Linked DNA regions of Gossypium hirsutum: region 1 is linked to region 2. The links are chromatin contacts, called in public Hi-C maps. All regions are on one chromosome and are shown on one strand. The core of a region is the stretch at or near the end of the contact, and the rest is flanking DNA. Distances in the headings are between cores, read along the strand shown. Region 1 holds the start of LOC107900421 (21 kDa protein). Region 2 holds the start of LOC107934495.

Region 1 (6,367 bases), core at 2,808-5,307, 140 kb before region 2:
TTTAATTAATTTCGATTTCATCCCTAGGCTTAGAAAATGAAATTCATGCAATTTAATCCTTAATCCAAGCCTAGCCAAAGTTTTCATATAACATTTACAGCCCATGTATTTTCCAAAGATCAGAAATTTTCCATAAATTTTACATCTTTTCAATTTAGTCCCCAAATCACAATTTCATGAAAATTTCTTTTACAAAGTTATTTATCTATCAACAACCTTTCATTTTCTACCATAAATTTTAAAATTTCAGCATACATCCATGGAAAAATTTTGATACTTTGATAACTTTGCAAATTAATCCCCAAAATAGCTAGATTAGGTTATTATGATCTCGGAAATATATAAATTACTAAAAACAAACAAGAATGCTTACCCAATTGAGCCAATTAAGCTTGCTTGAACTCTTTTCTCTTAGCTAGGGTTTCCATGTATTTTAATTTGGGGAAGATGATGAAATAAGATGATATTAGTTTACTATCATTTTTAGTTATTTCAATTTTCCAATTTAGTCTTTTTCTTTATTCAATTTTCCATGGATGAATCATCATAAATATCTACTAACTTCTCTTAATGGTCTATTTGCCTTATAAGGATCTCAAATTTTGAATTCCATACCTATTTGATCCTTCTATCTACTAGAATTCAATTTTCACATTTTATGCAATTTAGTCCTTTCCCCCTAATTAAACATGAAATCGGTAAAATTTTCTTAACGAAATTTTCATATGAATTCTCTACCATAATGCAGGCCATGCAATAATATTAAAATAATTTTTCTTTCGGACTCGGATTTGTGGCCCCGAAACCACTATTCTAATTTCACGAAAATAGGGTTGTTACAATCTTTTTCTTAAGGCATAGATAGAACATTTCCCCATAGCTTTTATGGCTCAATTAAAACCTTCCAAATTTACAATTGATGATATGAAAGAAAGTAAACAAAGAGACCTTTACAAAGTGTGTGTTTACAAAAATAAGCTTTCATAGAAATAAAAATGAGAGTGATAAAATATTTAACAATAAGCTCCAAGAAATATGTAAGAGTGAAAATGAAAGAATAAAAAATTTGAAGCTTTTCTCTTGACTTTTATGCTTGGATGTGTTCAACTCTTATGTCTTGACTTGTCTCTGAATTGTATTTATTCCAATGAATGAGTTTGTGAATGTTTATGGTCGTTAGGGATAGATTTTAGCCATCAAAAGTATCAAATTCGAGCCTAAAAACGGTTCCTGTAATGTATGTCTCGAGGCTTAACTAAAAATAGTTATTATATGACTATTGGTAGGCCTTAACTAAAAATAGTTATTATATGACTATTGGTAGGCCATGTCTCTAAACATGGAGTTCTTGAAACAAAGTTTTGCTATTGACTTGCTTATCGAAATTTTGACAATTGAAGGATGAATTGACAAAAAATAGCATATTTAGAATTCATTTATAAAGATAACATAATACAAGGTTCAAAAAAATCATACAATTTAGTCCTACTTGTACGAAGATATCACTAAGAAATCATGCCAAAAAAAAATACAAAGACACCAATTATTATCAAGAATTTTTTGTAACCGAGGCATAATCTTAAAATCAAAGAATTGCATGCTATGAATAATTCAATAAAGTCGTATGCAATTTCTATTTTTAGTACTCTCCATTACTATATGGTATTCTTAAAACATTCTCTTTTTTCATATAATTAATAACAACAAAATAAGTCATGAAAAGCATAATGATGAATAATATGGATACCAAAAGCTTCTATAATGATACCAACCAAATTTTTGACAAACAATTGAAGAAACTCTTTACATAAAAGTTTGAATAGATTTAAACATGCCCATCTGAAACATTTTAAAGGTTCTACGAAGGGATTGAAGTTTGACAGTAATTACCTTTGTTGAACCTTGAAACTCTTTTTTGAGGATCTGTCATATGTCTTGAGAAGTAGTTGCTGTAAAAATCCGAGAGAAAATATCATTTGTACCTGCTTGTTGAAGAAAGAACAAAGGTCGTGTGTATTTCTTTCTGCTCTTTCGAAGTCTTTGTTGATCATCTGGGGTCATTATACTCACTTTATACCAGCTCCCAAAGTTCTTGAGACATAAACGAAGTCCTTATATCTTGATGCTCCAAAATTCGAAGTTCTCTCTTTTGAACAAAGGAATAAAAGGCTGCGATGAAGTTACAGTACCACTGACTATCAGCATTAGGTTTGCCTGAACCACTCACATTGAATTTCTCTTTTATTTCACTCTCTCCCACTTAGTAAAACAAACTTAGCTTTGATATCAAAACATATTGATAAAAACAAAGATAAAATATGCTAAAAAGAAGATAAAAATAAAACTTGGATTGAAAACTAGAAGCGAAGAGAAAGTGAAGTTGACTATTTTTTGATACATGAAAAAGAACTTAACACAACCTTTTATAAGCTGTACAAGTGGCTAAAAAAAGGAAAACCGAAAGAGCTAAAAATCTGCGTAATGGTGGATATATTATTAACAACACCTAGTTAAAATATAGGAACAAACTGGACAAACAAAAGGCTAATTCCATTGGCTACTAACTATTGATTTCTAATCATTCTCAACATTTGCAACGATCGGATCTCACAGGAGTGAAATACAGAGGTCTGACATATCACACAAAAATGTTTCTAATCCGACTATGGTTGATATCCAAGATTATGGAACTGTAACAAGATTTAAAAATAAAAAAAGGCGAGATTCATACAAGTTTTTGTTGAGCTAGAGTCCTTACAAAAACTAGAAAATGCTTTGTGGAAATAGCAGGGGATTTTATGAGACAAATGTTGTTAGGGAAATTTTTAAAATTGAAGGAGTCTTTGATATTGATGCTAAAAAAAATTTGGTAAGTATATCCTAATCATCTTTGCAAAGGACAAAAAGAGAAGGATGTTGAAGACCATGAACTGGTTTGTCACCATTGTTGAATGGTCTAAAGACTACTTGACTGCAAAGGGAGCAACTTGGATTTTTTATTGACTCCCTCTGCATGTTTTCAAATGTGGCAATACTTTGAAGGCTGAGGATTTCAACTGCGGGAAGATGCTAATTTTGATTCATCAGTTAGAAGATGAGTTGAAATGCAAATTTTGGGGGGGGAAGCTATTTGGTTAGGGTGATAGAGGCTATTTCTGATTCCGATGATATTGCAACCATCAGATAGAGATGATTAGTGGTGAATCGAGGGACCTCGAAGGAAAGCGACGAGTTGTTTGAGTCTGGGTTGGAGTTGGACAATGCATTAAATGTGCATGAAGAGAATGTTAGGAATGTGTTGTTGAAAGAAAATTTGATACTCTAGGTGTCAAAAGGCGGACAAGATTATTAATGATTGCTTGGTTAAGCCAAACTAAGAGATCTCAATGGGCATATTGCCCCAACCATTGCAGTAGATTCTTTTAGTCCTAATGTGGTGGGCCCTCTCATGAAAAGTTTATATATTAATTTTTAAAACTGAAAGAAAACACCAACCCACCATGTGTAGAATAACTTTAAAGAAATTTACTTTTTGTTAATGGTTTATTAGAAAATATTTATTTATGAAATTGTTAATTTTAATTTTGAATTAAATTAAAACATTTGCAAAATAAAATAAAATTTAGAAAGTAATATGCAATCATTTTCCCCTTTGTTAGCTTAAAATAAAATAAAATTGTTTTGACTATTATTGTTTTTCATTGACGTGTTTGATAAGGAAGATGTTGAAATGAAAAATGAAAATAAAAAAATATATATTTAAAAAGACATAATTTTAAATCAGGTTATATTTTTCCAGATTTCCTCGATTAATCTTATAATTCCTATTTTTTAAAAAAAACTTATTTCTACGCATCATAATTAATACTATCATCTCTTTTAATTTTTTATAAAACACACTGTTGTTGTTGTCTTCGTTTTTTCACCCCGTCATTTCCGTCGCCATTAGAGTTACAAGTTAAGGTGGTGGGATTTTCGGAATCCAATACGGCAATCATCGCATTCTTGCCAACTAACTGTTGATGCAGAGCCATTTTAATGGCCGAAAGCTTGGATAGCTTGAAATGAAATCCATATTTTCAGGTCCCACAAACATTACATACCATTGCCATCTCTTAGAGAAAATAATATATTAACAGCGGTCAAATCAAGATCTGGCATTCTTGTAAATCTAAAATAAAACAAGACCAAAATAGTAGTCAGGAGGGTACGAATTTATTAAAGCAGGCAAACCGCCTTCCGACTACATCGCGAATTCCCAAAAAATTCCCCCTCTTCACTGCACAACGTTAAAACCTTAGCCATGAAATCCCTCCCCTCCATCTCCATGCACTTTCTAACCCTCCTCTTCTTCTTTCTCCACCCAATCCCAACCCTTGGTTCCACCGGCTACGACACCAGCCCCACCGATTACATCCGTACAAGCTGCTCTGCCACATTGTATCCTGTCCTTTGCTACACTTCCCTATCTGGTTACGCCAATCCGGTCCAGCAAGACCCAGCTCCTCTAGCTCGCATCGCCATTGGTGTCAGCCTCTCCAAGGCCCGTCACATAGCATCTTATGTCTCTAACCTCACCCGTGAAACAGCCTACGGCGCTGACCCACAAGCCAGCGCCGCCTTACACGACTGTATTTCCAACATGGACGATGCCGTGGATGAAATCCATGGTTCGTTAAGGCAAATGCGACGGCTGGTAGCCCCGGGTTCGGAGTCTTTCAGGTTCCAAATGGGGAACGTTCAGACGTGGATGAGCGCGGCTTTGACGGACGAAGAGACATGTACAGACGGGTTCGAAGATGTGAAGGAGGGGCCATTGAAAACGGAGGTGTACGAGAGGGCGGTGGAAGTGAAGAAGCTTACGAGCAATGCTTTGGCGTTGGTTAATAGTTATGCAGAAAAGGGTGAGTAAAAAACCCAAAAGAAAAATGTATAATTTTTTATCAACTAAGGAATATTGTTAAAAACTTTGTTTAAGTTGTTTCGTGAGTGAAATCTAAAAAGCTGTATCTCTTTCGTTTGTAAATGGAGCAAAGTTTACGGAGTTAACTTAGCAGTCCATTTTCTTCTCGTGTTGACTACGTAAAGGTGAGCTTCCTTAAGTAATTTTTAGGTTTCATTCGACTACAATCCACTTCTGCTTTTAAATTTTATTACTTTGGCTTATTTATAATTCGGCTCATTTGATTAGGTTTTTCTACTTCAATTTTCATAATCGTGTTATTATTATTAGAGTAAAATCCGTGTAATTTGATATATAAATTTTGATTTGATACAATTATACATATTAATTTATAGGAAATTTTAAGTTTAATTCAATTAATTTACACATTTAAAGAAATAAATATATCATCTTAATTTTATATTGGATAAATATAATTATTTATGAATGTCATATATAAATATGAAATGATGTTATATCAATAATTGTATTAATAGTTTCCCTCAGTTAGGTTAAATCAAAATTTCATGTTAAATTTTGAGATTGATAAATTACACCACTAGCCATCCAATTATTAGTAAATTTCTTTTTTGGTCACCCAACTATGAAAAAGGAAATGAGTGACCAAAATGAAAAAGTATTAAAGCTGGGCGACTAAAATTAGTGTATAATAACATTAAATTAAAGGTGGTTGACTTAAATAAAAATATTTTGTAATGGCAATGCCTAAATGCAAATTTTCTCGGTGACCAAGGCCATAGCTAGAGGCTGGCAGGGGCCTCGACCCCCATAAAATAAAAAATTTTCCATTTAGGTCCTCTAAAAATTTTAAGATTTTAAATTAGTAAAGGTCAAAATTACACTTTATCCCCCTAAAAAATAATAAAAATTTGATTTAATCATTTAAAAATTATAAAGATATATGCTATTAAAATGATGATATTACATTTTTACTATCATAAAAATTACAATTTAATTTCAATCCCCCCTAAAAATATTTTCTAACTTCGCCCCTTTTGGTGACCAAAATAAAAACTTATGAAAGTTGAGTGATTAACTATATAATTTACCCATTAAATTAATATAATAATCAATTGTCCTTGATTTTAAAAGAATAATAACATATGAATTAAAGTAGAATGGTACATTTAGAGCCATTTATTTTTAGTAAATCACTTTATGCGGAAGTTGAAATTTTGTATAAGCAAATGCCATTTTAGGTGAGTCTCTTAGTAGATGTTGGATCATCATGAAGAGGACATAAAAATATTTTCATAATATATGGCACAAATGACTAATAAATTTCAAAATTTATATAATCCATATTTAAGAAACCTAAACAAAGTTATGAACCAAGTCAAATACAAAAATCTGGAAGTCTATAAAAGATCGTCAAACTCATAATGTTATTAGTGAAATCTTTGA
Region 2 (6,472 bases), core at 1,046-3,545:
GAATTGCACAAAACACAAAATACACCAAAACTCACAAAAACATAATTGAGCCGAATTTTCAACATACTCGTACTAGTCCATATATTTCATATTTTAGTCCCTAAATTTATTATTTTTGCAATTTTATCCTAATAACTCAAAGTCATCAAAAACTTCAATACAAAGTATGTTAATTTAAAATATATTTTTAATATTTCATCATCAAACATCACAAAACACAAATATTCATTAATGTCATAATACAAAATATTCACCAAAATAAAAAATTCAAACATGGATCGAGTAGTATTCGAAACAACGATATCAAAAACGTAAAAATCATTAAAAACCGAACAAAAACTAACCTTGAATTAAACTTCCAAAGTGCCGAATACCCTAAGCTATATTTTCTTTCTTTCTTTCTCAAGTTTCGGCAAGAACAAAGTAATATGCATGGCTTTCTATTATTATTATTATTATTATTATTAGTATTAGTATTATATGTTAACATTTAACATATTTTACTTATTTAACCTTAATAAAATAATATCATAAACACATACATTATGGGTATATTCGACCATAACTAAAATAAAGGATTATTTGCAACATAAACACTCCGTCTTAAAAAGTCATTATCAATTCAACCTTTATAATTTAGACTATCGAATTTTCAACTTATACAATTAAGTCTTTTTATCAAATTAAGCACACAAACAATCAAATTTTTGTACGAAATTTTCACATATGCAAATTCATATATAATAAACACGAAAAATAATATTTAAATATTTTTTTGACTCAAATTCGTAGTATTGAAATTACCGTTCCGATTAGGATCTAGATCAGACTGTTACAGAACCCACCATTGATTACCACTAATTGGATTTGAATATTGAATATGTATTTTATATGATTAGATAAGAATTTGAAATAGATTGATCTTCCTTGCTGAAACCTCAATCTCAAATCTCAAATCGTAATCAACGAGTAAACAACTCAACTCAAAAATTGGAATATTGGTTTCAAACAGAATGCAACACTTTTCAAAGCAAAAACACCGAATAACAGCTTGATTTTATTCCTGAATAAACATCCCATGGATGATAACCAAGATTCTAACATGGTCATATCCATTGTACAGGTCCTTAGCTTGAAAGTAAAGCTAGCCCAAGAACCACACGATGATAAAGGGTATGAGAATTATCTAATAATGGGAAGAAATCTTAAGATTGAGTGATTTGTTGATCCATGCCTTCCAATTCCCACTTCCTTTCCCAGTAATTGAGTTTGCTGATCTTCCATCATCTTCCATTTTCTCATTGCTTGGCTTCCTGCACAAAATGAAATTCCTTGCCCCTTGTGATCCAATTGTCTCCCATGGATTCAGTGCTGCAATTACAATACAATAACCCAACAACATGAGTTATATTAATTAGAAACCCGGTGATTTTGACTTGTACAACTTCACCAAAAAAATAGAGGGAAACTTTCATTCGTATGATTGAAGTGAAATTAATGACGAAATTTCATGAGATAGATCAAGAGGGATCTCAATCGACTTACCATCTGATCCAGCACTGGGGCAATAAAGGAAGAAATCACTGATAGCGGATCCCAGAACCGGGCGCCGACCTTCACGAGCATAGGCTTTCAAAGCAGTATCGATAACAGAAGAAACCAGCTCTTCTTCGTTAACAACGAAACGGATCGGCCCAGCACTTCCCAAAACAGTGATGCTAACCAACAGCCTGTTGCCCTTAGGACCCTGGCTCTTCTTCTGCTTGTAAAGCACCATTTTTTTTAATCAAAATAAAACAATCAAATGAGCGAATATTTCACCAAAAAACCGAGATTTGAAAAAAAACAAAAAAAGAAAAACAGAAACAATGGGTTTATTTTGTTTTTCTTAGATTTTAAAGAAATCTGGGTTATGGGCGGAGATTGCAAGGGATTTGTGGGTCAAGGCCAAGGCAGCGGTAATACCAGCCAGCTTTACAAGAACCAAATGCGAAAACAGAGACTGCAGAAACGGAGAAAAGGGTGCTCGCCCTCGATTTACAAAGGGAGAGCATGAAATTACTAGAAATCCGAATTGTTTCCACCATTCACAAAAATTCGTCTTGAATCTAAAAAAATAAAGAAGAAAAAGACAAACAAGTTCCGGGTGTTGCAGAATTGGTGAAAAAGGAAGGGAATTTGCGGGGTTAGGAAAAAGAAGAGACAGGCTATTGAGTCTTTTGAGAGTTTTGAGAGGATATTTATATAAGAAAAGAAGGAGGGCGCATTAATGGCTGTGATTTTTATGACCCCCCAAAAAGTTCTGATTTTGGTACCAATATATTAGAAATCTAGAATTCGATTTTGGGACTAGGGGCTGCTAATTTACGCCCACCAACCCCTTCATACATTGCATGACACGTGGCTCCTCATTAACCTTCTTTTAGTTTTAGTTTGTTTCTATTTTCGGTAAACTTCTTTACTAGGGTTTTTTACCCAACTGGATTAAAAAAAATTTAAAACACTAAAATAGGGTATCAGATATACTATTTACGAAAATAGGTTATTTTTTGGGTTGAGTCTACCTGACAGGCGCGACTCATTTTTTTAATAATATATATATATTTAAATATTATAATTTTATTATATTTTAATAATTTTTAAATTTTTAAAATTCAATCGGGTCAAAACCGGGCCGAGCCAGACCTAGAGGCGCGACCATTCGCTCCTGCTGCACGGGCACGACTGCCCTGCAGCCTGCCACGTGTCCCTGCCCCCCACCGCCCGGCCCTGCACTTTCCCATACCACCTGCAAAGAGAGAAAAGAAATTTTTTTTATTAAGTTTAATAATTATTTAATATTATTATTTTAATAATGTTATTAATTTATTATTTTTTATACTTAAAATTTTTAATAATTTTGAAATTAAGTTTCATAATTTTTTAATATTATTATTTGAATAATTCTGAAATTATGTTTAATAATTTTTTAATATTATTATTTTAATAATGTTATTAATTTATTATTTTTTATGCTTAAATTTTTTAATAATTTTGAAATTAAGTTTAATAATTTTTAATATTATTATTTTAATAATTTTGATAATTTATTATTTTTTATGCTTCGATTTTTTAATATTTTTAAAATTAAGTCTAATAATTTTTTAGTATTATTAATTTAATAAATTTTTATTGGAAAAAATACGAGTTGTGCCATTAGGCGTTCTGGTGTGCCATGGAGATCCGTTTACTGTATACATCGAGATTATAAGAACACAGATTGGAAACGACAAGTTGTGAAAATGGGTAAAAAATAACCTTATCCTTTCAATATATTACAAAACCCCTTAAAATTGATGGTTTGATGGTGTGGTTCTAGGGATATATCTTTGTGGAGCTCGACGTTCACGTTGTGGGCGACTACGACGATCAACGTTCTCTTCATCCATAGGTAGGGGTGTAGAGAACGTCTCACATGCCACTGATGAACTCGAGCCGGGTGGAGTAGAGAACGGCGCTGGATATAGGCCGGGAGGAGTAGAGTATGGTGGTGGATATGAGCTGGAAGGAGTAGAGTACAGATGTGGCAGTGGGCTGAAGATATCAAAATCTGAATAATATCCCTAGGCTGAAGAGCCCGGGAAATAGTCATCGGCCCCCAAATCTGGATGATAAGAACTACTCCCGGAGTGTAGCTCCTGTTCTGGCCCCCGTTCTAGGTCTGGCACTGCCTCCGGCTCCGGCTCTGGGTCTGGATCCGGAGCTGGTGCATGATGCGGATCTGGAAAATATTGCCCAATCCGTGTCGTATGAGGGGGGACTACCATCGACCGCCCACCAAATAAAAATGGTTTCCCCTTCTCATAGTACCACTGTAGGTACTGTGTCAAGGGCCGCAGATCCAAACAACGATCTATCGGAGGTATCCTGCCAAACCGGTTGTTCCACATCGTAACATACTCTTCATGCACATCTCCCTAATCTGCCCAATGCATCCTCCTCCTAGTCATACCATGGAGCTTTGTAGGCAATCGTACTGGTTGTGTTGGGATATATTGTACACAACCGTACTGTCGGAGTACTCGATCGCCATGATACTACTCCACCGTCTGAAAATGGATAAGGGGTGCGCTAATGCATAATAAGTTTGAGTGGACGTAGGCATGCGAGGGAATAACGGTCATAATCTTAGGAACAGAATACGACATCCAAATGAACTGCACAGTTAATAACATTTTCATATTAACGCGAGTTGAGTGAGATAAAAATAATAAAATTAAATTGATATTGGAAAAACCTACCTCCTCCCCAGAATGATTCTCGATTATCAGACGGTATATCGGAACCGTGTATGACCTCTCGATACCCGGATTTGTGCTCCATCCACGGAAACAAATTGTTAGAACAATATAACCCAACAAATTCAATTAATTGCTATAATGCGTAAAGATTCATCACCTATTAACAAGTGGAAATATATATGGCTAGTGACTAATGGATGCCAAGAATGGCATCTGATAAAGTGCCCACGACTGCAGCAGTATGAGGCATCCGCCAATGTCCACCGTAGAAGGATCTGTCATCCGACAAAGTTCGCGGTACAACGTGGCTAACACTGCGAACCCCCAACTGTATGAACGCGTGTTATGCAAATTAGACAGTAGCGGTAGGTACATCAAACTGACCTCACTGCCGTGTGAATCCAGCACGAGTACACCTCCTATAAGGTGCATAATGTAACCTCGAGCGGCCTGCATAACCTCTAATTCAGTGGCAGTATTGGGCAAATGCTCAAAATTGGCTTTTAGCCATGAAAACAGCAAGGTGGCAAATTTCCCCTCACTTGGGGAGCGTCCAAGTAACTCATAGCAAAGGCGAGCCGGCCTCGAGATCGAACTTACGCCCGTGACCAAGTTCCCGTCGATGGGGAGCCCCAGTTGTACTGCAACGTCCTCTAAAGTGATGGTACACTCCTCGCACGACAAATGAAATGTGTGCGTCTCCGGATGCCATCACTCGACTAAGGCAGAAATTAAGTCATATCGCAGATCAAAAGTCCGAATCAATGCTGCTGATCTGAACCCCGCTAACTCTAAGAACGGTATTACGCGTTCATCCGGCTGAAACCCTACACTATAAATACGACCCCTCAATACGCGGTACTCGACCTGACATTATTATATTTACGAAATGGTTAATACAATATAATTTCATTCAACAAATAATGTGACTATCAAATAAAATTTTCATTACCATCTCATTAATGTTACTCGATATGTGACCTTTATTTTCATTATCAATCAACAAACCCATTTGCTGCAAATCTGCAATTAAAATTATCAGATAAATAAAAATTATAAAATTACATTATATCAAAATTACATTAAAATTTCTTACTCTCTTTAGAATTATTTAATTCTATTTCTTACTCTCTTTAGATCGTTTATTCAACATCTTTTCATATTCAAAGCAACTTATTTCTCATATACTCACTTTCAACTAGTCAATTATGCATCTATTCAACCGCAAAGTACTACATTACTTCCAATCATAAAGCCAAATGCATTTTAACATATCATTTATATTAATGTGTTTAATTCTTTAATATATATTAATTCCCTTGTTATGTGTTTTATACAAGTTAAAATATAAGCATAATTTATTAATAGTCTATTTTACTCCTAAAAATATTTTATTTTTTCCTTAAGTTTTGATTAAATTTTTATAAAATTTAAAAGAATTATTTTTTTAACACGTTACATAGGTAAATTTAATTAATTTTAAAAGTTTGAAATTAAATTAAATTATAATTTAAGAATATTTGAAAGGATTAACTTCAAGTTTATACATTTTACATAAGTATAAATTTTTATTTTATTTTTTAGAATGTATTAGTCACTGTATTTCTCACTTTTTGTTAACAATGAAGTGAATGCTAGTAAAGTTTTTTTAAAATAAAATACAAAAACATTGATTCCAAGTAAATCCGGAAATGGACAACAACTGGCAAAATATTGATATTTTTTTATATATTTATTTAAAAGGGAGGCTGCCATAAAGCTATCAAAATCGAGCATCAATGGCAAAATAATGGGGTTTTTTACCCAACTAGGTTAAAAAAAAATTTAAACACCAAAATAGGGTGTTAGATACAAAGTAAAACAAAAATCATGGACTTGAAAATTCAACAAAAAAAAGTTTAAATTAAAAAACAAATAAAGCAAGACTTGACAAGTAGTATTAAAAACAAAAACAAAAATTAGCAAATAATAAACTATATTCAAGCACAATAATTACATAACACTCTTAAATTACTAATATTTTATTTTTTTTAGAAATGTACTTTTTTTTAATTTTAAAATAATTACAAACACTAAAAATTATCACATAACACTAAACTACTAACATTTTAATCTTAAAATAATTATAAAAAAAATACTAACATTTTTTTCTTCTTCCTCCTTCTTCTTCTTCTTCTTCTTCTTCTTCTTCT

The links. Hi-C and Micro-C count contacts between places; a contact is called where the count stands out from the background.
Region 1: a Hi-C map of hypocotyl shows a contact between it and region 2, with 2.2 times the contacts expected there. The contact joins the promoter of LOC107900421 here to the promoter of LOC107934495 in region 2. A contact is called at or near these places in 9 of 34 Hi-C or Micro-C datasets (callus, hypocotyl and leaf).

The regions. Positions count from the first base shown.
Region 1 is chrA12:92,022,084-92,028,450 of Gossypium_hirsutum_v2.1, reverse strand. LOC107900421 (21 kDa protein) reads left to right here and starts at 4,057. Exons shown (of 1, transcript XM_016826026.2): 1 at 4,057-5,200. The coding sequence starts at 4,304. The coding sequence ends at 4,912.
Region 2 is chrA12:91,877,665-91,884,136 of Gossypium_hirsutum_v2.1, reverse strand. LOC107934495 reads right to left here and starts at 2,295. Exons shown (of 2, transcript XM_016866939.2): 1 at 1,546-2,295; 2 at 1,023-1,371. The coding sequence starts at 1,777. The coding sequence ends at 1,187.